Linked DNA regions of Sus scrofa: region 2 is linked to region 1. Evidence: chromatin contacts called from public Hi-C data. All regions are on one chromosome and are shown on one strand. Each heading gives the region's core, a stretch centred on a gene start, on an enhancer-like site or on the middle of the called end of the contact. The rest is flanking DNA. Distances are from core to core; before and after follow the strand shown.

What was found. Hi-C and Micro-C count contacts between places; a contact is called where the count stands out from the background.
Region 2: a contact with region 1 is called in a Hi-C map of skeletal muscle, with 2.5 times the contacts expected there. The contact joins the enhancer-like site here to the promoter of DLL1 in region 1. A contact is called at or near these places in 1 of 5 promoter capture datasets (liver), 3 of 47 Hi-C or Micro-C datasets (fibroblasts, liver and skeletal muscle) and 1 of 2 datasets of contacts at active chromatin or transcription factors (skeletal muscle).

Annotation. Positions count from the first base shown.
Region 1 is chr1:195,512-201,551 of Sscrofa11.1, reverse strand. It overlaps DLL1 (delta-like protein 1), which reads right to left and starts at 2,737. Exons shown (of 12, transcript XM_021085522.1): 1 at 2,419-2,737; 2 at 1,373-1,770; 3 at 892-1,188; 4 at 154-214. The coding sequence starts at 1,426.
Region 2 is chr1:302,633-308,672 of Sscrofa11.1, reverse strand. No RefSeq gene overlaps it. Among named protein-coding and RNA genes, the nearest start is that of DLL1, 110 kb to the right of the region's middle. Within about 2 kb of position 3,817, at least 9 of the 83 cell types and tissues checked have an H3K27ac peak or open chromatin away from gene starts, as enhancers often do. A contact at or near this core is called in skeletal muscle, where this site is marked.

The DNA.
Region 1 (6,040 bases), core at 1,488-3,987:
GAGGTGAAAGGAGGCCGAAGACCCTCGCCTGAACCTTCCAGAGGAACAGGCAGAATGAGAGATGTAGACTTTGTTTCTCAGGAGATCTGAAATCATAGCCATACTAACTGGAGAAGTAGTTTGCAGCTTTGGAGGTTTTTGGCTTGTTTTTACCTGTTGCGAGGTCATCGGGAGAATCCGTGTGCAGAGCTTCAATGATCAGAGAGAAAGTTCCCTGGGGAGGAGATGGAAGATAAACCAGAAACGTTTTTAAAAGAACCAAAGCATTTGGAACAATCAGGTGGTTGCACATCTGCGAGCAGAGGGTCCTGGGAAGGGTCTCTGTACCTGTCTTGCCTGATTTCACTTTTCTTAAGGAAATGGGAGAACTTTTAAAAGAAGGGTTTCTTGATGTCTTTTTTCAGCCTGATAATATAGGACATTGCGTTTTTACAAAGAAAGAAAGTAAAAACACAGCGCGGAGCAGGAGGGCCTGGAGGGGGTTGTGTGCACTCTTCCGGCAAAGGAACCCTGCAGAGGGGACTGGACTGCGAACTGTCAGGCTAAGAGGGTGACAGAACGACCAGCGGGTCCGGGAGCTGGGGAACTAGAACTTTCCCACGTGAAGGGGCCCATTCAACCTGAGAGCTAGGCACAGAGACCGGATACGGAAATGTCCCCGGTCCTCGGCCTCTCTGTCCACTCTACCCCGCTGTCATCCCACAACCCGCCCCGCCGCCTGCAGGTCATTCCGGGCGTGGAATCGGTATCCCCGGGCTCTGAGACCGCGGCTCCCACCCGCCCGGGCCCACCCGCGCGCCCCCGCAGGAGTTCCGAGCCGGGCAGGTCGTCGCCTCTTTCCCCACCTGCCGCCGGCCCCGCCCGCCCCGCCCCCGCAGGTGCGGCGCTCACCGGCCAGGTGAAGCCAAAGGGGAAGCGGATGGGGTTGCTGAAGGCGGGGTCGGCGCCCGCGCCGTCAGGGAGGCTGAAGGAGTCGACGCCCAGCACCGGCGTGACAGCGCTGCCGTAGGTGCAGGGCGGCTCGGGAGACACGCTGGCCTGGTAGTGCTTGAGGCACACGCGGAAGAAGGTCCTGCAGGCGCACGGCGGCGGCCCCGCGCCTCCGCGGCAGCAGTTGCGGTTTCCCAGCAGCCCCTTCTTGTTGACGAACTCCTGCAGCTTCAGCTCGAACACCCCGGAGCTCCAGACCTGCGGGGGAGGTCAGGGCGTGGGGCTCTGCGCGCCGGGAGCCCGCCCTGCCGCGTCCTGCCCTCGGCCCAGTGCCCCTCAGGGTCTGCGCCCCGGGTCCCCACCTGACAGCACAGGGCTCCGGGGCACCCCGCGGGCAGCCTGCGGGACAGCGCGGCCCTGGGGACTTCACCTGGCAACTTACCTGGCACAGCAGGGCCGAAAGCACGGCGAGGGCCAGGGCGCACCGCCGGCCCATGGTGCACCGCTGGACGCGCTCGCTCTCTTCGCGTCCCCTTCTTCTTAAGTCAGCAGGGAATGCTTGGGGAGGAAGGTGCCCCCAGGAGCGTGGGCGGGAGAGAGCGGCCGCTTTGCCTCCGGCTGGTAAAATCCGGGCTTCTCTCCTCGAGGGTCCGTCTCCGGCTCCTTTGGAAGCCGAGGTCCCTTAGATCCGCCCAGCGGAGACGATGGCAGCTCCGGGGATGCACGAGAGAAAAAGGCTCCTGGAAGAGACTGCTCCTGGAGCAGCAACTTTCGGTTTTCCCCTCTTTCTTCCAAGCCACCAGTAGGTAGGGGTCGTCTGCTTCCTGGTTTTGTCTTAAGCTTCTTCGCAGGAAAAAAAAAAAAAAAAAAAGAGAAGGAGAAAGAAAGAAAAAGGAAAAGAGAAAGAAAGAAAAGAAAAGGGGGAGAGGAAACGTCCAAATATTTAGCTCAATTCCCAAGGAGCTGCAGAGCTGCCCGCGAGTCCGATTAGCGAGCTGCGTTCTGGAAATCCCACGCGCGAGGCGGTAATCCGAGGCCGGCGAGCACCCGCGGGTGCGGCCCGGCTGGCTCACTCGGCGGCCGTGGTCCGGGAAGCGCCCTGGACCTGAGTCTTTCCCAGGGACCCAGCCAGTGCCATCCAGGTCAACACCCGGGGTCTAGGACCGGGTCGCGGCGAAGGCTGCGCGCCAGGCTGCGCGTCGGGTGCGGCGCCGGCCGGGGCTCCGCGGGCGCGCAGGGGCTCGAGCTCACCCCGCGCCGCCGCCTTATATCCAGCCGGCCGCCCGCATGGCTAATGAGATGCAAATGAGCAGCCCCCCAATCTGGCGAGAGCTGTCACAAAGGAGCCACTTTTCCAAACCCTCCTCTCAATGGCTCGCCAAATGGTCAGTGAGCTGTAAAATGTGCAACCCTCCTCCCCGCCCCCACCCTCCCCGCCCTCGGCCCTCCCCTGCCCCCGCCCCCGCCCCCCCATCCCACGAAACGCACTCATTTACATTCCTGCAAAATGTTCACCGCAAGAATCCCCTCTGCGCCCGAGGCTGGTGCCGCCGCCCGGGCTCCTCGGCGCTTCCTCCCGGCCTCAGACTCGTAGAGGCCCGGGGACGCGCGGGGGCGGCGCTGCGCCCCTGCCCCGCCGCGAGCAACCCGGCGGGTGAGGCCGCGTCCGGCCTGGGGAACTCTCCCGTCGCCGCGGCGCCCGCCTCCGACCCGCTCTCTGGCCGCGGCCGGGGCCTGGGGGGGCGGGTGCGAAGTCCGAGGCCCAGTTCCCGGTGGGCCGCCCCTTCTCCCGGGCAGCCTCTTCCTAAGGAGGAGTCTCCGGGGCGGGGGACCGGGGCACAAGAGGGAGGGGGCGGGCCCGAGCAGTGGGCAGAGGGTGGCGAGAGCGCAGCGGCAGTTTCGGGAAGTTTGGGAAGGTCTGACACCCAGACGTCTCCCGGACGAGGACCGCGACTCCGCGTCTGGGAACGCAGAAGCGAGCGCGGCGCCCCGGGGACCCTGTTGCCTCGCGCCTGGGGTGTTCCCGCACCAATCCGCAGCCGCTGGGGGGCGGGGTCCGGGTAGCGCGTCCCCCACTGCGGGGGGATCCTGACGCAGTAAACTACCGCCTCCCCTCCATCCCCAATACACACACCCTTCCGGGCTCGATTCTCGGCCGCCGCCACCTTTCCGGGGTCCCCAGGACCTCTCTCCTGGGTATTCCCCCCTCGGCCTCCCTCTGCTTGGTAAAAAGTGAGTTTGGTGTGTGTCGTTCGCGTGGCTGTCATTAAGGCAGTCTGTTATTGTGCGAGGCTGAATCAGTGGCTCTTTGTGCGCTCAGCTGTATGGTAATGCAGACCGCACCTGCTCCCCGCACAATGCAGAGAGAAAGAGCTCCCCTCCGCGCGCGCCGCGGCCTCTGCAACAATGTCCGGCACATGTTCTAAAGACCCTCCAGCCTGCCCCCCCAACCCGCAACCTTTGCACAACCATCACCTTATTAGGTTTTTACACGTCCATCAGACACTAGAACTTTTGTTTTCATTTTTTTTAAAGGGAAATGAGTTTATTGGGAGGGCCGAGAACACACGTTTCACACAATGAGGATCTAAATTGCTCTCATGCTTGCGGCCGCGATGCAGAATTAAGGTGGGCCATGGACTCCTACTCTGGCATCCAGCTTCGTGCTGGGCGGCTTCTATCCCACCCATATCTGCTCCTCCCTTGACCTCCCCCTCCCCGACACCTAGGGCAGCTTCATCCGGAGGAAAGGTGTGAGCGCTGGAGTAAACTCCACTTTGTTGGCAGCACAGCTCCAGGGCGCCGGGCCACAACAGCCTCGCTATAGGAGTGCTACAGCCACCTTACTGGTGAGAACGTGCACTGTCCTGGCAAAATGTGACTGTCATTGCAGCAGATGTTCAGATCACAGTGTACCGTCTAATGAACAAGAAGAAGGAAAATTCTCAAATACCAAGTAAAACCACAGTAGACAGCAAATCTAAAAATCAGTTGAAGTCTAGGGCCATCCCTCCACTAGTTAGGCAGCAGGCTCCCGAATACCTGTCAAGATTCAGGATCAACAGATTTTAATTGTTCCACTGCTGCTTCCCGAGGGAGCAAAGAATGAATTGAAAGTAATGCGTGTATAATGTTTAAGGCTGAAGTGAGAAAGGCAGACTTGGACCCCACAAGAACCCCATACAGTTTGGTGCAGAACAAATGGAGACTTCAAAACCTGCTCTGCCCCACCCCCCATGATGGTGGCAGTACAAGTGTGGCCGCCCTGTGGGGATTTTGCAAGGACTCGCTGCATCACCACAGGACCGGGCCAGATCGAATCCTAATTTAATCTTGCCACCTAGTGTCAGCATCCTTTTTTCACTATATCCATGTTTCCTCTGAAAGCTCATTTCTGAGAGCTCTGCTCCCTACTGCAAGGAAGGTGGGGGTGGGGGGGAGAGGTGGGTGGGAGAGAGGTGAGGCAGTTCCTGGAGCAGGAGAGGGCAAAAGAAGAAAGGAATGTGAGTTCTAAATCCTCTGTGCTCTGAGACTGAGACTAGATTTCAGTAAGAAATGAAATATCAGGAACCTTTTAATTAGAAAATGGAAGTGAGAAACAGGCTTATTTGAATGCCTTTTTAGAAAACTGAAATAAAAGTTCCACGCGCAAGGGCTTAAACCTTGGGGGGGGGGCGGGAAGACCTGCCCCAAATCTTTAACAAACCCCCCTCAGTATCAAGTATTTGTTAAATTGACATGGCACAGATTTCTCGATTACGGCGGCAAAGCGGAACTGAAAGGCATCGTAAAATCCATCAGAATCCTGCCCAAAGCGTTCATTCTTTTCCAACTTAATTTATGCCACACAATTCTGTATTGGGGAAATCAAGCAGAAAGCCCTTTTCTTGTCTTTCCTCCTCCTCCTGCTCTTCTTTCCTCTACTTTATTCTTCCTCTTCTCTCTCCCTCCCTCTCTCTCTCCCTCCCTCCCTCCCTCTCTCTCTCTCCCTCTCTCTCTCCACCCACCCTATGTTGGTTCCTCTCCCCCTCTCCCTTTCAAAGCTGAGCTGGGAGACTGTTTAACTTCAGTGTTTCTATAGGAGTCTGTTGTAGTTTAACTCCTGCACACCAGTAGCTGAGATGAACAAAGGAGAGACTCGAGGTCCAACTATTCATCCTTTCTTTGCACTTTAATTTTCATTGATTGGAAAGACAAGGGGAGCCCTTAGGGATTCAGGCTGAAGGGGGATGACACGCCTTTAGACGCCATCAGCCCCCTAGCCAGCCATCTGCTCCGAACCAAATGGCGTTTTTTCACTCCCTAACTGCATGTCTGTATACTCCTGCAACTAAGCGCTCTGAACCCCCCAAATGCAGGAGGGAGCTTAAGCTAGAGTATGTTAAATAGACTTGCCTCCATGTTGGCCATAGCAGCCAGAGTCCCTCCTCCCCACACACCATAAATCCTCACCTTGCTCATTAGGAAAAAGCAGGAAACTTTCTTTTAAATACTTTTTGATGTCTCGGCAAATTTACTGTACAAAGTGAGGCTCATTAGGGCTTAGAAGGCACCCAATATATCAGACATAGGAGTGGAGAGAGGGATTTGCCGCCTGGTGTTGGTGTTTTATTTTTGCCAAGCATGCATAGCTTATGGCCTGAATGACCCCAGCGGCCCGGGTAGCCTCGGTTGTATAATCAGAACCATGGCCACAACAGCTACAGCTGACTTCTGTTTGTTGGAGACCCTAAGTATTTTACCCACCATTTTATTAGGCCACTTGGAAATAAACACCTCACGACCATCCTTTTACCAAATTAAATACGCCCATCCTCAGAGGTGAATGTAAGCTATAACTCTGGTCACCCAATCTGTCTCCACCCCCCTGGGCTAAAGAAAGGTTCTATTCCGGAGATGTGTGTGGGGTGCAGGTTGTGACTGGAGGGAGGAGGGTCTGGGCAGATTGCAGCAAACAATGCCTAGAATAGGCTCCAGACTCTAAGCCAGCCCCAGGTTCAGTTTTCTGTGTAAACAAGTCTGGAGACTTGAGTGGAGTTTGTGTTTTCTTAGACCAACTGAATACTGTATACCCAACAGAGAGGTTCTCTAATTCCTTAGAAGAATTAGG
Region 2 (6,040 bases), core at 2,568-5,067, 110 kb before region 1:
CCTCCAACCCTGCCAGGCTGAACGCTCTCCCACAAATTCGCAACCAACGTGGGGGCCAGGATCTCTCAGATCTCCTGCCCAGATGGGCAAGCATCGAGCTCTAAGTCCTGCAGTCCAAATATCTGGTATTTCTGTTTAAATGTCAGCCTCATCCTCTGATACCAGGATGCAGCCCAGATTCAGCCGGAGAGCATCCACCGCCTCGGCAGCAGGACGTCCTCCCGGGGTTTGCGGGAGGACCTGCCCGACCGTCCCAGGAGACAGTGTCCCCGGACTGCGCAGCAGCCACTGCTCTCACGGAGGACAGAATCTGCAGGAAGCCAAGCGCGATTCTCCAGTTCCCAGAAGCACGGGGAGCCCTGCAGCCAGCAGCAGGAGGGACCGAGGAAGGCCCAGGTGAGGCCCAGGTGGGCCCCAGGTGAAGGCTCAGTAGGGTGGGGATACAGATTGCACCTGGGAAGTGTTGCCAAGGCTTCTAGTCACCTTCCATTTAAAATCAAGTGAGAGAAAAATACTCTGTCGAGAAGAGGTGACCCACCCTCAGGTGTGGCTGGATGTCACACAAGACAACATCCATCTGGAAAACAAGGGTCTCGGAAGGCAGGGCAGGGTGGGGGCTGCCATCCATCTCCGGTGTGGGCAGGGGCTTGCCCGCCCTCGGCCCACGGCCTCCAGTAGGACAGGTTCCCTCTCCCAGCACTCAGGCTGCCACACAGGGGTCGGGGATGGGGTGGCGGGGCAGCAACTGTTGGCCGAAAAGGAAACTCTGCAATAAATACAGCACAGACTCCAGAACGCTCCGCGATATCATCTGCACAATCCCTGTGGCAGAGAAGCCAGCCTGGCTCAGCTGTGACCGGGGCCGCTGCTGGGAGGAGGGACTCTGGTGACTCGCTGCCCCCCAAGGCTGCCGTGGAGCCCCTTGGAGGTGGAGCGACAGGGATCTGGGTGGAGATGGGACGGCCGGAAACAGGCCGCACTTCACACAAGCAAATGACCTTTGCTGCGGGCCTTGACCGCTGGGCTCTGCCGCCACGTCTGGATGTGTTGTGAGCCAAGAGCATGCGGACAGAAGGAGGAAAGCCAGGGGCAGGGGAGACCCCTGGCAGCACCAGGGCGAGGAGCGGACGCCTCGTCAGGCTGCGCTCTACACCTGCCACCGGACGGCTTGCCTGTGGCGAAATTCGAAAAGCCTGGATTTTCTTTTTACTAAGGTAGAGTTGATACACAATATTACATGTACGTTTCAGGTCACAACGTGGTGACTCAGCAGTTTGGAAGCTTATCCTCGCTTTGCCGTCGCCAGAACGCAGGCTCCGTTCCCTGCGCTGTACCTGACACGATTGCGGCTTGTTTATTTTATGCCCAGCGGCCTCTGCCCCCAATCCCTCCTCTTCCCGCTCCACAGCCGACCACGAGTCGCTTCTCTGCGAGTCTGCTTTTTCTGTGTCACTCGCCGCTTTGTTGACTTTTTTAGATCTCACGTGAAAGCGACACTGTACAGTGTTTCCTTTCTCTGTCGGACGTCTTGCATTTGGCGGAACTGCCTCCGAGCCCATCCGCGTTGCTGCACGGGCCAGATTTCATTCTTTCTGTGGCTGAGTGCTGTTCCATTGTATATATGTGCCACATCTTCTGAATCCATTCATCTGTTGGGGGACACGTAAGTCTCTTCCATGTCCTGGCTATTGTGAAGAGTGCTTCTGCGGACACTGGGGTGCATGGATCTTTTTGAATTAGAGTTTTGAGGGTTTTGGGATCTATATCCAGGAGTGGAATTCCTGGGTTGTAGGTAGTTCTATTTTAAATTTTTCCAAGACCCTCCATACTGTTTTCCATAGTGACTGCCCTAAATACATTCCCGCCAATAGGATCCGAATGTTCCCTCTTCTCCACACCCCCTGCAGCATTTTGGTATTTGGTGTCTTTTTGCTGATGGCCATTCTGACCGGTGCGAGGTACCTCAGTGTGGGTTTGAGCTGCATCTCTCTGCTGATGAGTGAGACCGAGCACCTTTTCTTGTGCCTGTTGGCCTCCATATGTTTTCTTTGAAAAAAATATCTATTCAAGTCTCCTGCCCATTTTTTAACTGGGTTTGGACATTGAGCTGTATGAGCTGTTTAGGTAATTTGGATGTTAACTCCTATCTGGTTGTGTAATATGAAAATATTTCCTTCCATTCGGGGATTGTCTGTTCATTTTTGTGGATGGTTTTCTTTGCTGTGCGAAAGCTTTTAAGTCTAATTAGGTCTCGTCTGTTTATTTTTGCTTTGTTTCCTTTGCCTTAGTGGATTTTTTAAAGAAGAGAAACATTTGTGTATTCTTCTAAAAAAAAATTACGAGTGAGAAATTCTGCTGAGGCCAATGCCACTCTCCTGCTGGTGCGAGTGCACGGCTCCGAGGGGCAGGATGCAGACCTCATATAACCCAGCCTTGCCCTGGGGAGTGATTTTGCCCAATTGCCTGCGGAAAGTTAAAGTGAGACCGAGGGGGAGCCAAGAGGACACAGCGCGGCCTCCGGGTGGGTATTATGTTTCAGGAGCTGGAGGCTGTGTGCATCCCTGAGACTGAGCCTGGAGACAGAGGCACCGAGCCAGTACAGACACCCCCCAGGCACGTCCCGGGGGACAGCCGGGCGCTGAGAAATCCTGGGCCGGGGGCTCAGGGGCCCTGTGGATTTTTGTGGCTGTGGCTTCTTGTCATTGGGCCAGAAGGACAGGGGTCCCGCCTTCCCCCTGGCCCTGTGATCCTGGGCAGCCACGCCGGCCCGGAGCCTCTGGCCTTAAGGTCCAGCTAAGCCCAGCACAGGTGTCCAGCCTCGCCCTTCAGCTGAGCTGAGACAGAAGTCGCCTCTCCCAGTAAGTCCAGGTGATCTGCATCTTCTAGACCAGAAAGGGACTTTTCGTCTCCTTGCCGAGTTATTTAGGGAAGAACTTACTTTGGAAAGCAAGGCTGGCCCTCTGCTGTCGCTGGCCCCTTGCGCCGGGGGAGGCCCAGGGCAAGGGAGGCCCCCGCCAACCAAGAACCTCCTTCAGAAAATCCTCCTTGTGGATCGAAGCCCTGTCACCACCAGCCCTGGGAGCCGGTGGTGCTCACTCTGTGTCTGCTCTCCGTTTGCTACAACGGGCCTTGGCTTCTGTCTTTGGCCTGGTTTTCTGGGCGAAGCCTCAGGCACCTCGGCCGAGAGGCCCGCACATCCAGGAAGCAGGGTTTGTCATCTCCAGGCCGCCCAGGGCCTCCTCTTTACCAAGTCCTTCTCTCCCTCCAAGGCTGGCAGGCTGCCTGCAGGTGGGCCGAGCCCGCCCACCCGAGAAGTGTTCACGGCTGCCCCTCCTCCCCAAGGCCAACCCTGCAGCTTCCTGCTCCCCCTGGAAGATGCTGTCTCCCATCAGAGGGTGTCCAGGGAGCCTGAGCCGGCCCCGGCTGGGGTTCTCATGTTCCTGGTTTAAGGGATCGGAAGTAGAGGTTGAGCTTCTGGAAGATACTGGCAAGAGGACAGCTGGTTTCCTCGGCGGTACCGTGAGCCACCCCCACTTGCACAGGAGCCCCAAGCTCCGAGAGGTCACTTCTGCAGGACCAGCCTGTTCCCCAGCCCTCCTGCTGGGTCTGGGCCTGGGCCTGGGGCAGGCTCATTCTCCTCTCCCTCCTGGCCCTGCTCTGCCCAGCTCAGAGCGCCTCCGGCCCCCAGAACTGGCTCTGGCTGGCCTGGCAGGAGCTGGGCACTGACTCCCATTGTGACTTGATCCTGTTGTGTTACCCTGTGACCTGCTTCCCTGTTAAGGAAGGGGGGGGCGTCAGCCTAGTGGCGCGGATCCCTGACACAGTCGAAGTTCTAATTATCTGCGATGAATCAGCAGCTCTGCTCGGCAGGGCACTGGGAGCATTTGGCTGCCAGCCCACCGCTAGAACTTCAGAAAGGTCCATCTCTGTGCCCGGGAGGCCCCAAGTTGACCCGTCCCTGGTCTTTGCTGCTCCTCTTTCCTGCCCCAGTGTCCAGTTTACTTGTTAATCCACCACCAAAACCCAGAACGAAGAAGGCTGGGTATGCACTGCCACGAGATGCACAGGTGCACCAGGCTCACTGCTAGGGAGAGCGACACGTCCTCCTTTAGTCAAGGGCAGCGGGTAGAGAGGCTGGCCCAGGCTCACAAGCTCCATGGGTGCCCACTGCTCACCTCCCCCTTCTCTTGCACCTGGCTTTCCCATCAAAGGGGGGGCCACGAACAGCTCCCACCCCCGTTCATTTAAAACCCCACTAACCTCCCTTCTTTACTCCACAAGCTTCATTCTGGGGTCTGTGCCCTACAGGTGTTGGCACCGTCTTGGCTTATCCACGTGTTCCTCGTCCATCCTGGGCAGCCGGACCTTCTCTGTCCCCTCCATCCCCGGGGCATCGCCCCCAGTGCCCCTCCTTCCTGCAAGGCCATGCTTGTGCTTTAGAAGGGGTACAGGTGTCTGCCCCCCGAGGTCAGAGGTGCCCTCACTTCCTGGGCAGGGCCTTGTGGGCCATCCAGGCTTTTAGGAAGGGAGGGATCCCGCCCAAGCTTCCTGAGGGCAGGTGCCTGGCGCCCTGGGTACATTCTAGAACGGCGCCCGGCTGCAGGTCCTTCTGGAGCTAGGTCGGGTTTCTGGCCAAGCTTGGCGTGTCCCTCAGCAGGGAGGCAGGACTTACGCCATCCTCCCCTGGGGCCGAGAAGAAGTGGACACTCTTCTCGACTCCTGGGCTTCAGGAGCCCCTGGCAGAGCCTCTGACTCGAAGCTGCCACCACGGCTGCACAGCCAGCGCTGAGCCTCGTCCTCAGCCAGCGCTGAGCCAGCGCTGAGCACCCTCGTGCTCACCTCCCTCCCGGCACCGACAGAGAACCTGGCTCAAGCCCCCGTGAGCCACGGAGACCACGAAGTTCCCACATGCTTGATGCACAGGTCAGAGAGGCCACCGAGCCGTCCCTTCCAGTATTGCAAATGGAGCCAGTTGGGCTTGGCGGTCTCTTTTGTAACTTTTCATAGACATCTTTATTCATCCAAGGTCATATTCTGGAGCCCATGACATGGAAGCCACAGTGAGGGCCTAGCTTACCCTCACTGACGCAGGGGTGCATCTTCTGGAGGCTACCCAGGACAGATGCCCCCTCAAAACCCCTGGGCTGGGAAACCACATCAGAGGAGAAGGCTGGGGTCTCCCTTAGCCGCACTCACGTGTCCTGCTGGGACCTTCCAGGCACAGAACATGTCGCTTGTCCAGAGAAGCATCTTCACCCCAGGAGGGGTCTGCTCACCCCACGGGGGCGTGGGCTTCTTTCAAAGCAACGTGCAGGCCTAGCTGACATCACACGCCTAGAAGTGGGTGTGATCAGGACTGAGCACCCAGGTGCTGTGGAAATGGGGCCTCCTTCCCGTTTGCTGCTGCGTGGCCGCATCCCCAGGCCTCAGGCAGTGCCTCTCCTCCTACGCGTGTGCGTCTCCTCTGACTCTCCAGCCAGGCCCCGCGGCTCTGCTCCTGAGTCCACAGAGACACACTGTCAGACGAGCAAAGAGAGGGACAAAGACTCAGCTCTGCAACTGCACATGGGTCCCCTTGAGACTGAACACACAGCGGTGCGGTGGGTGGGGGAGAGGGAGGGGGAGGCTATTTCGGGAACCAAGGGCTTATGGCCACACCTGCTGCTTCAGTGGGTGAGGCGCTGCCCGACAAACTTACTAAAACATGGGATCCATTTCTAATCAAGATAAAGGACCGGGGACACAATGTCTGGCCATTTAGGGTATAAAAGCCTATTTCAGGGAAGTAATTATAGGCTTGGGATGGAATCTTAAACCCAAAGAATGAGAAATCAACTTACAGCCAAGATAAAGCTGGTGCTAATTTAGTACCACCTTCTAAGAACTTGCATATTCATTTCAAAAGAAGAATCTTCCCACCCGGGTCCCCCTGGGAGTCCAGGCATCCATCTGGGATGACAGGCCTTGCGCGGAATGCGGGGAGGCTGAGCCCTGTGCGGGCAGAGCAAGTGCTCCGGGAGGGACCCCAGCACCCGCAGCT